3 separate regions of the Zea mays genome follow, and all the other regions are linked to region 2. The links are chromatin contacts, called in public Hi-C maps. All regions are on one chromosome and are shown on one strand. Each heading gives the region's core, a stretch centred on a gene start, on an enhancer-like site or on the middle of the called end of the contact. The rest is flanking DNA. Distances are from core to core; before and after follow the strand shown. Region 1 holds the start of LOC541969 (R2R3 Myb transcription factor MYB-IF35). Region 2 holds the start of LOC100274968. Region 3 holds the start of LOC100283719.

The links. A called contact is a pair of places that touch in the nucleus more often than the background predicts.
Region 1: a Hi-C map of bundle sheath shows a contact between it and region 2, with 3 times the contacts expected there. The contact joins the promoter of LOC541969 here to the promoter of LOC100274968 in region 2. A contact is called at or near these places in 5 of 25 Hi-C or Micro-C datasets (bundle sheath, ear, leaf and 1 more).
Region 3: a contact with region 2 is called in a Hi-C map of endosperm, with 4 times the contacts expected there. The contact joins the promoter of LOC100283719 here to the promoter of LOC100274968 in region 2. A contact is called at or near these places in 6 of 25 Hi-C or Micro-C datasets (bundle sheath, ear, endosperm and 3 more).

Annotation. Positions count from the first base shown.
Region 1 is chr3:54,959,854-54,962,987 of Zm-B73-REFERENCE-NAM-5.0, forward strand. LOC541969 (R2R3 Myb transcription factor MYB-IF35) reads left to right here and starts at 1,780. Exons shown (of 3, transcript NM_001111622.1): 1 at 1,780-1,912; 2 at 1,996-2,125. The coding sequence starts at 1,780.
Region 2 is chr3:54,736,835-54,740,089 of Zm-B73-REFERENCE-NAM-5.0, forward strand. LOC100274968 reads left to right here and starts at 1,752. Exons shown (of 1, transcript NM_001149201.2): 1 at 1,752-2,448. The coding sequence starts at 1,907. The coding sequence ends at 2,386.
Region 3 is chr3:54,602,747-54,606,224 of Zm-B73-REFERENCE-NAM-5.0, forward strand. LOC100283719 reads right to left here and starts at 1,882. Exons shown (of 8, transcript NM_001371961.1): 1 at 1,755-1,882; 2 at 1,447-1,690; 3 at 1,208-1,279; 4 at 802-869. The coding sequence starts at 1,563.

The sequences.
Region 1 (3,134 bases), core at 530-3,029, 220 kb after region 2:
GAACTCATAATATATCATAAAAGTCTATTGAAGGCATAAATATATATAAAAATAGCATAAATCAGGGCCGTCGATCCGCCACCGTTCGCGCCTAGAGAAGTCCGTCGTCGTCGCGGGAGGTGGGATGCCAGCTTGCGCCACTCCGGGACGCGCGCGCCTCTGGGATCCGTCGTCGCGTGCGCACCTCCCTCAGGGCCACCATCGCGCCTCGCGCAACCGTCGTCGCCACCGAGCCTAGGGTGCGCCGCCGCCGCTCATACGCTTCGAGAGCGTCGCCACCGGTCACCCGCCTCAGGGCGCCACCGCCGCTGGCCACCGGGATCGCTGCTGCTCGCACGTCCGAGGAAATCGCCGCCGCCGCCATTGCTAAAATCTAATCACTGGCAGCCTAGAGGTGTTTTTATAGTCGTCCGAACCTGATGCGACTGAACTGGATGACACCGTTGATCGAGTCAGTGCTTCCTCTAGTTATTGTAAGCACATGGCTCCAAATATACAAACTATATATATAACCAAACAAACAAGATTTTGTGCTGCTGTTGGTCACTGAAAGATGCCACAAGGCCATCATGCATGGGGGGACGCACATCCGCACATGTAGACTGCCTCTGCCCTCTCTGCGTGCATGCATGGGTTTGCAGAATCAGAGAAAGCACGTGGGGAAAACTGCACTCCGTCCGGGCCCAGCCAGCAATCACCCCAAATCGTAAAAACGAGGCATCAAAAGGCCGCACATATTCTGTTTCTGGGCACGTGAAAAAGCTGTCCGGCTTTCCGGAGCAAAAGAGAAGGGGAAAAAAAGCGAAAGGGGAGCAAGCATGCAAGTGACTGGAGTGAGTAGGAGATTTGTAATTCGGTAAATCCAAGCTCTGCTGCTGGTACAGCCTAGCTAACTGATTGATTAGCTAGTGTCCGGAATGTGACACAAGTTGCACATGCACCTACGCACAAGAAGGGCTAGGATCTTGTGTCACACGTATAGGGGCATGTGGTTTCTCTGCCCTTTTGTTTGAGGCCTTCGCTTTTACCCTTTTTGCCATACTGAACAAGACATGAGAAGACGCATCGTATCGTGTATGCATTAAAAAAAATAACAAAAAAGCTTACAGTTTTATTTGATTACTCGTGTTTCCTAGGTGAAGTTGGAAACTACTACAGGTAGACATTGAGAGCGAGGATACCGACGAGAATTGAAAGAGCTAAAATGTTTATACTATTTAGTTTTAAATAGAAAGATAATTTTAGCTCACTCCGATCCCTTCCGATGTTCTTAGCTTCAAACAAACCGAATATTCTTACTTGTAGACAAACCGCTAGGGCCTAGGGCGACGAAAACCCCTCCAATTACGAGCGTGTCTCTCGTGGACCTCCGGGGGTGCACGTAACGACGGGGTGCCCCCCCCCCCCCCCCCCCCCCCGGTCTTCTGTGACATTCCACGTGTCAGGCCCAGGGCCATGAATTCTCTGCGCAGACGAGCCGCGCCCACGACTTTTTGTTGTTACGTGCCCCCGGTGAAACGTCCCACGCACCTTTCCTGGTGTGCCATGTGTATGTATATAATGTGTGTAAAAGGTAGTATATGCACGGCACGGACGACACCAGCAGCAGAGCCCCGAGCAATCCCTTCTCGCCCTTTTCACTTTTCAGATCCAGCCAGCCAGCCAGCCATCCCACTCCGCACCGCATTCCTCGCAGTGGCAGAGCTTGCAGCGGTGGTCTCTTCCCCTTCCTCCTGTCTCCTCCTCGCTCGATCTCCTCTCCCAAGCAGCGAGAAGCGGATGGGGAGGGCGCCGTGCTGCGAGAAGGTGGGGCTGAAGAAGGGGAGGTGGACCAAGGAGGAGGACGAGGTCCTGGCGAGGTACATCAAGGAGCACGGGGAAGGATCGTGGAGGTCACTGCCCAAGAATGCCGGTACGGATCGAAGTGGCGAGTTTGTTATATTAGCTAGCTCTGTGTGTTGGCAATAGGGGGGCTGAGGCTGGTTTTGCTGGCAGGGCTGCTGCGGTGCGGGAAGAGCTGCAGGCTGCGGTGGATCAACTACCTGCGGGCGGGTCTCAAGAGGGGGAACATCTCGGAGGAGGAGGAGGACATGATCATCAAGCTCCACGCCACGCTTGGCAACAGGTACCTGTCCATGCCTATCTATCTATCTACTATCTGGCATTCGATTCCTTCAACCTCGAGCTGCTTGGGCCGTGTCCACAGTCCATCTTTTCTCTTTGATTAATTCCTGCGCTTAATCAACTCCATCCATGCTCTGGGCCGCTTCAGGGTTCAGAGTTCTTGCACGGTACGTAGTAGGGGGACGAAAAACCCTGTGCGCTTTATTATGCCACCGACCGACAGTGGCGAATCTAGGTCCAATTTACTTGATATTTTTTTTTTTCTCTCTCTCTCTCCATCTGGTGCAAAGTGAGAACGGGAGGGCATGTGCCAAGAAGCTCTGTTCCCCCCTTCCACTGAAAGAGAAGGAACCAAAATCAAATGGCAGAGGAACACGGAGTTGCCAAAACCAGGCCGCGCGTAGATGCCCCTCCCCCTCCCTTCAATTGTTCATTCAGATAGAGCCTGTTTGACTAGTATGCTATCTTTGTTCCATCAAAAAAAATATAGATGGTTGAAATGTAGTTTTAGAGACTAGAAGAGGTGCGGAAAAGGTCGCGGTTTTAGCAATGCCATTCCAGGATGTCCAGTTAGTGTCGTGGTGCACCCGCCGTCTTGCCGGCCGGCTAGGTAGAAACGTGGTCAAGACACATTTCTTTCTAGACGGAGACGGAAGAGGAGGAAGCCGCCCCCCCGTGTGCTTTCATGGACAGGATGGTCGAGCAAGCAAAAACCCTGCACACTGGACGGTCACCTTTGTCAATGGCCACTTTTTGTCATGGGGCGAGTGAGTGCACGGTACTTTTCTACGTCCGCCCTCGTTGGCCTCGTGCGCGCACGTAGAATGTGCCGCCATCGCCATGGAAAAGAAGAGGGCAGCCGCAGCGCAGGGAATTATTTCTTCGGTTTCTCTTTCCTCCGCGCCTCAATCGTTGGTCATTCCCATTGGCGGATTAAAAACAATCCTAAGGGCTAGTTTAGAAACCTCGTTTTCCCATGAGATTTTTATTTTTTTAAGGAAAATTATTCA
Region 2 (3,255 bases), core at 502-3,001:
GGTCTTCGTTTCCATCTCTAGACAAGGGCTAGGGTTTAAGGTTATCATGCTACTTTCGTGTTGGGATTGGCTATCGGTCTACCATATCTTTATGTGTTTTTATAAAACAAAATCTATAGTTATTGGGCCCCACTTCGAACTACAGCCTGACAACTCAAAGACTAAATGCATCGTAGAGCACAATATAATGATGTTTTAAGGCCCTGTTTGGCATGACTTCAACTCCAAACTCTAGACTAGAGTTAAGTGGAGCCAGCCAAATACCCTAACTTCACTTTTTTTTGGAGTAGCCTAACTCCATAGAGTCGGTGGAGCTCTAGTTCATTTGAGATTGTGGTTTGGAGCACCTCTTTTCTAGCTCCAAACCACTCCAAAATAGACATAGGCATGAAGTTTAATAGTATTTACCTATCAATGCCATTGATGACACAAAATATATTTGTTATTTCTTGGCAACCCTATCACGTTTGTTCTTCCCTGCTTGTGTTTCGTTGCCATAGCTGCCAGGGAGATGCCACTTCGCCCCCTACCCCCACCGCGGCTAGATGGGGAGTTCCAAGCTAGCGATGGACTTGACCATCTTGCTCGCCCACATGCGTATTGTCACCATTGACTTGGCGCTTTTGAACTCGGCGCTGACACTCGTCGTCACCACGACGCCTCCCTTCTCTAGCCCCTTCCTGATGCCAACGACCTTCGTCTTGTCCTTAACCATGACACCCATATCTGCCCTGGGTCCGCCTCCTCCGCGCCGGTGCTCCTGACGGTGGCAAGCAGTGAGGCGTTGCTACGTGGCCCCATGGAGAGCTGTGGCGCGAGGCTTAGCACGTTGTAGGCCGCCTCGGCTCTATGCCTCGGCCTAGAGGCGGCGCGCGAGACAGGCTACTAACGGGTAATGTTCTTTGGGGTAGGCATCGCAGATGGTGTGGGACTCGCCGTGTGAGGAGTCGAGGTGGTGGAGTAGGTTGAAACGGTGGCCGGCAGCCTCAGGGCCTACGTTCAAGATGGCCATAGCGTGGACAAGTTTGCTCAGTGGAGTTATGAACACCCTGCATGGTAAACTCCTATTAGCCAGCTCCAACTCCACGTGAAACCTACTCCACTTGGAGTTAAGGAGTAGAGCAGAAATTTGTGGAGTTGAAGCCATGCCAAACATGACATAAGACTTCTGCATATATGCAAAAGATGAACAAACTAACGACAAAACTAGGTCTAAACCGTCGTTAGCTTTTCTTTTCTTATAAAAAACACAACGTGCTAACTAGAAGCATTCAACATCGGTGCTGCCCGGCTCGACCTGATCAATCTGCTGACTCGGCATTATACCATGCTTCGCAGTTCAATATATTACACTGCAACTAGCTGTTAATTGCATGCGACGCTAGTTCAGCTGGATGACACAGATACTTAACAACTCCTCCTATGATGGACCAGGCCAGTATGATTTAAACAAAGGACCTAAAATATTCCGCCCGTTCAAAAATCAGCCTCCCGTGTTGAAAAGTATTAGCTGGTGCGCGGGCAACGCCGAGTCAAAGTCAGGCTCGTACCGAACACTCCACTCTGCCACTCCCACTCCCACTCCCGCCACGGCCAGCCACACGCGCGCTCTCCACCTTCACGCACTCGGCTCCTCCACGTGTCAGCCGCAGGCCGAACCAGGTTCCTTCCAGGAAGCTTCCTGTGATCGGCTGATCGCCTCCGCACCCACGATATAAAGCAGACCGGCCCCGTGGAAACGAGCCCAAGCCAAGCTAGCACATCCATCCAGGTCATCCATCAGCTCTTCCCTCTGCTCACAACTCACAAGCAACAGTTCTGTTGGAGCTTATCAATCTCTCGATTCCCAGGAGGAACGGAACCAAAGGTCTGCTGGTCGCGCGCGTGCCACTAGTCAGGAGACGGGATGGGCAACCTTGTCTCGCAGTGCGTCGGGAACGGTGCCGGCGCGCGGCCTCTGGTCATCGGGGCGACGGACGGCAGCCGAACGATGGTCGAGGAGAACACCGCGGTCGCGGAGCTGATGATCGACGCGCCGGGGCACGTGGTTGCTCGCGCCACGGACGTGGCGAGGGAGCGACGGTTGCGGGCGATGGCGGCCGACGAGGTCCTGCGCGCTGGCGTGGTGTACCTCCTCGTGCCGGCAGGCCGGGCCGGTGCGCGGCTAGGCGGCCGTGAGGTCGAGGCCATCGGGAGGCTGGTCTCTGGGAAGAAGGGTTCGAGGAAGAGCAGGCCCGGCGGCGGCAGGAGGGTCTTTCCGGACGTCAGCGCCGAAGAGGACGCGGCTGAAAGAAAGGAGGTTGTGTGTGCTGTTAAACGGGCCCATGATCATGGATTTGGGCCCAGGCAATGGAGGCCCGCCCTGGATACCATCTATGAGGCCTAGATTTTTTCTTCTTATTAGAGAGAGTAGGAAACCCCATTCTTTGGTTTATATGTTTAGGAACTTACCATGTACAACTGTATACATTCGTCTAACCGTGCAACTAAAAAACGAAGACAGAAAAAATATTCTTTTTTCAAATTATTGTCTCATATTTTGTAGATATTTTTTTAAATCAGCTCAACGTGCGATGTCTTTAGTTGCACGAGTACATCAATGGTTACACCTGATGTGGTATTTTTTTGCTGAAAGGAGGGAGGCCAAGTTGTGTGCATACACTTTGTGCATGATTGGTTGGCTGCCCACCCGCGCCTAGGCTCCATTCATGCGTTGACCGCATTTGAGCATGTGGTTGGTTGGCTGCACGGTAGCAATCGCGCCTGTGCGCGCAGATGCAAGATAGACTTTTTTTATCGTCGTTGTCTTGCATGCGTGGGGAAGTAGAAATCGTCCGTTTCAACCGATGCAGACTGCGCTGAGTCAGGCGCCGAGACTGTTAGCAACCAAACAACAGGTTTGTGAAGACCTAACCCTTCCTATGTAGTCATATATATGCAATCAGAAATTTCAATGTTAGTGGTTGCTGGAAGTGAAAATTACTTTTTTCATGTGAAAAGTTATGCGCTTCGGTTCTTCCTAAAGATGGGGATAACGTAGTTATACCGAGGGCTTGTTCGGTTGCGTCTGAATCGAAGGGAATTAAATCACTCACTAGTCAAACTTTAATAGAAGTGGATTTAATCCCACTCAATCTAGACGAGCTCCGACCCAAGACACCAGCGAGTGCTCCGCAGCTCCTTGCTGTCGAGCTAGCTCTGTCCCATGACACCAGCGAGAGCTCATTTGCACCTTGTCATCGAGATCCTTCCTGC
Region 3 (3,478 bases), core at 632-3,131, 130 kb before region 2:
GCAGGGCACGGCTTGCATTTGTAGTCCACTACAGCAGAAGAGGTGCAGCAACAGTGCGAGGGCATCATCATCTCATGCGGGGCGAAAGAATGATTGGGAGTTGGGACCCGGTGGTTGGCCTGGCTAACGGAAACAGCTGGGCCGGACCCACCTGGCAGCCACGCCACACACACACAAACACAGGGGCTCCCACCCCCGACCGCCTCGGGAATCCCGAAGAACAACATGCTGCGATAGACATAGACAGCTGCCCTGCCACTGCCACTGCCAGAATGGAATGTGCGCCAGGCCACCAGCACCACTGTTCGATCAGAGCGCTTTGGTCTCTTGCTTGGTCTGGAGATGGTGGCGACCGGATCAGGGGCTTGGGTGAGAGCGCATGCTGTGCTGCGTCAGCGGATGAGAACGAGGGGGGCCGCCGCCTGGGACGCGTCTTGGAATTTTGCTGGTGGGTAGTATGCGGATGCGACGACGAGCTATCAAGAGCGGGTGGTTGGTCTTGGTCGCCTAAAGTGCCCGTCGCGCTGGCAGATTCCGTTTAATCAATCGATGGAATGGGAGATAAAGATGGGTTGGCCAGCAACCGCGCTCGGTTCAGATGAGATGAGGTTGATGCCAAACAAAAATGAACGAAGGAATGGATGAATGAATGAAATGGGCGAAGTGGATGTTCTGATGACAGTTACTATATTATGGAACAACTACAGCTGACCAGTGACCACCTACAATTAAGCACAGCATTCGCCCTGATAGATAGCCTTAATGCGCACAGTTACCAGAGAGAGATAGAGAAGGAGGCACCTGATGGTCACCGCGACATCAGCAGGTTGGGTTTTCTTGGGAGGAACGGTGTAGCCTGGCTCAAAGTTCTGTCAGTAAAAAAAAGCACGGCTGTTAGACAAAAGGCGAAGCTTCACAATACTTGGACTCTGAGAAAGGTACAATACTTTGCTGCAATAAATAAATAAATAAACAAAAGCACTTTGCACGCTGTGATCAGCAGGGGAGACTTGCACGGGGGGGGGGGGGGGGGGGGGGGGGGGCAAATTGCTTAACCTTCATCACCCGGATCAAAATTTCCCCCGTCCAACACAAGCGGAGAAGTTGCGTGGATAAAACAGTGAGCGACGACGGCGGGTGAATAACAGGCGAAGGAATCTGAAAATTGCTGCTGGGCGCGATCGACTCGGGCGCGACGAAAACAAACCTGGAGGCAAATCTCGCAGACGGCGCTTCCCTTCTCGTCGCACCACCTCTGCACGCATCCCCTGTGAGCGTACTGCAGGCGCGAGGGGAGGAACAACAGACACGTCGTCGTTCAGATGGCTTGGCCGGTGCAGCGAGTTCACGAGACACGCAGCAGGCGGAGCGCGCGCAGAGCATCATCAGGTCATGCGCCGCATGCTGCTGTAGCCGCCCGCATAGAGGATAGAGGAGGACACATACCTTGAGGGAGCCGGAGCAGGCGCAGGGCGACTCCATGGCGGAGCGCCGCTCGTCCTCCTCGTCGTGGCAAATCCTGCACTGCCGCAGCGAGGAGGAGCACGCTTCCTCTTGCTCCATCTTCTTCTTCTCTTCTTCTTCCTCGCTCTCTCTCTCTGAGCCTCCGTGTCTCTCTGGTCGTTGGCTGCTTTGCCTTTGCTCCCTTCCCTCCCTCACACCATCCCCTCTCTCTCTCTCTACCCTGGACCTGGACGCAACGGAAATGGCTTTAAATAATCTGGAAGGAGGAAAGGAAGCGAGGTGGGTCCCACCTGCACCAGGAACGGCCGCGGCAGCTCGTAGTTAGTCCCGGTCCTCCGCGGCAGGCGTGGCTCTCCAGTTAGCATTCCTCCGGTGCGACTGCGAGCTGGGGGGGCTCGATGCATCATGCATGCGTCTGCCTCTGCGCCCGCTTCTGCGTCGATTTTTTTCCCCATACGCGTGTGTGTGTATATAGGCAGCAGTACTCAAGTGCTACTTTCCCCTGTGTCAGTCAGTCAGACTTCGTTCCTTGATGCGAACGGTAGTGGGCTACTCCGACTTTATAAAGCCTTTTTTTCTCTTTGCAGCGTGTGGTATTTTCTTAATAAGAAATTAGGCATCCAGATCTAAAGGTTATCGAAAAATCGTGGATTCCAAGTCGAATACGGTCCGAATTATAGAAGACAGTGGAAGAAAAAAAAAACAGAAGCGAAGAATCAAACCCGCTAATTCTGAATAGTAAGGACGCAAAATCCAACTATAAAATCGAGATTTTGACAACCATGTGAGATGCAGCCACAAGTGAGGTGAGGTTGTTAAGGATGGCCACCGGAAAAGGTTATGGAAGAGACACTCGATCGTTATGATGCGTCAGTGGCGGCGTATGGTAGTGGGTGGGTGTGTGGGTGGGTGGAGAGCGAAAAGGTTACCGTAACTGAAGACACAAAAAATAAATAAATAAATCCAGTAGTTTGATGAAATGTTCAAGGAGATCTCAAACTATTAAAACATCTTCTACAACCGGAAACACAAATGTTGAATGACCGAAAGTGGTTCACGTACGATCCACCACCCGTATAACTGGATTAGACCAACCTTAACCTACAATTGTTGTTACTTCTCGTTCTGAACTAAAGAAGCATGAGTCAAACACGTTGCCTTATTTGTACCTAAGTTTAACACTAGAGTCATACGTGTAGCGACGCTCGTCTAGCTAACACCGTCAAAGATGACCTATGATTAATGGCCCACCTATTTTCCTAATTCGACGGCATGCATGCCAAAGGGGAGTAATCAAATGGCGAGCACTTTCTTTTTTCTACGTGCCAAATTTTAAGTGGTGACGTGAGCCTTCCTCATTCATCTATGGTATGTTAAGACAACCATTCCAGCATCCCCATACATAAGACTGGTGTCAATGTTCCGTACACGTGTCAAACCTATCGGTCGGGCATCACACCCGCCAATGGTGTGCTAGCGTTGAGCGGCACAGGCGCAGTCTATGAGGTCGTCGACCAGCCGGCAGGATCAGTACCCACTGACCGCTTTGGAGTCACGATCGATCCATATTGACCAGTCCGTATCGCTCATCGTATTGCTATCATGGTCCGTAGCAATTTCAGAATGGAGAAGTGCTTGAGCTCATTCACACAACCCTCACTTCAGATGTCTATACCACCTCCTCATTCTTCTCTCAACCCTCACTTCAATATATAAAAGTTTTTTACCGTTGAGATTGGCAACTAGCATATGTAGGATGTGTTGAAATCATTTCTGATACCACTAGTATGTTATGTTCCTATATTTCATGCTTTGAATCATTCACTAACTTGGTTCACAATATTCTAAAATTTGACTCACAATAAGTGAAAACGGAAAAGATCAATATAAGTTTGCATTTATCACCATATCGTTGTATTGTCTCCTATCAACGTGAACCAAATATCGTGAAAAATGGTATCGTCGTAACACATCTTCCATCGTCTCTCTAACCAAACACATGCAACACTCAGTC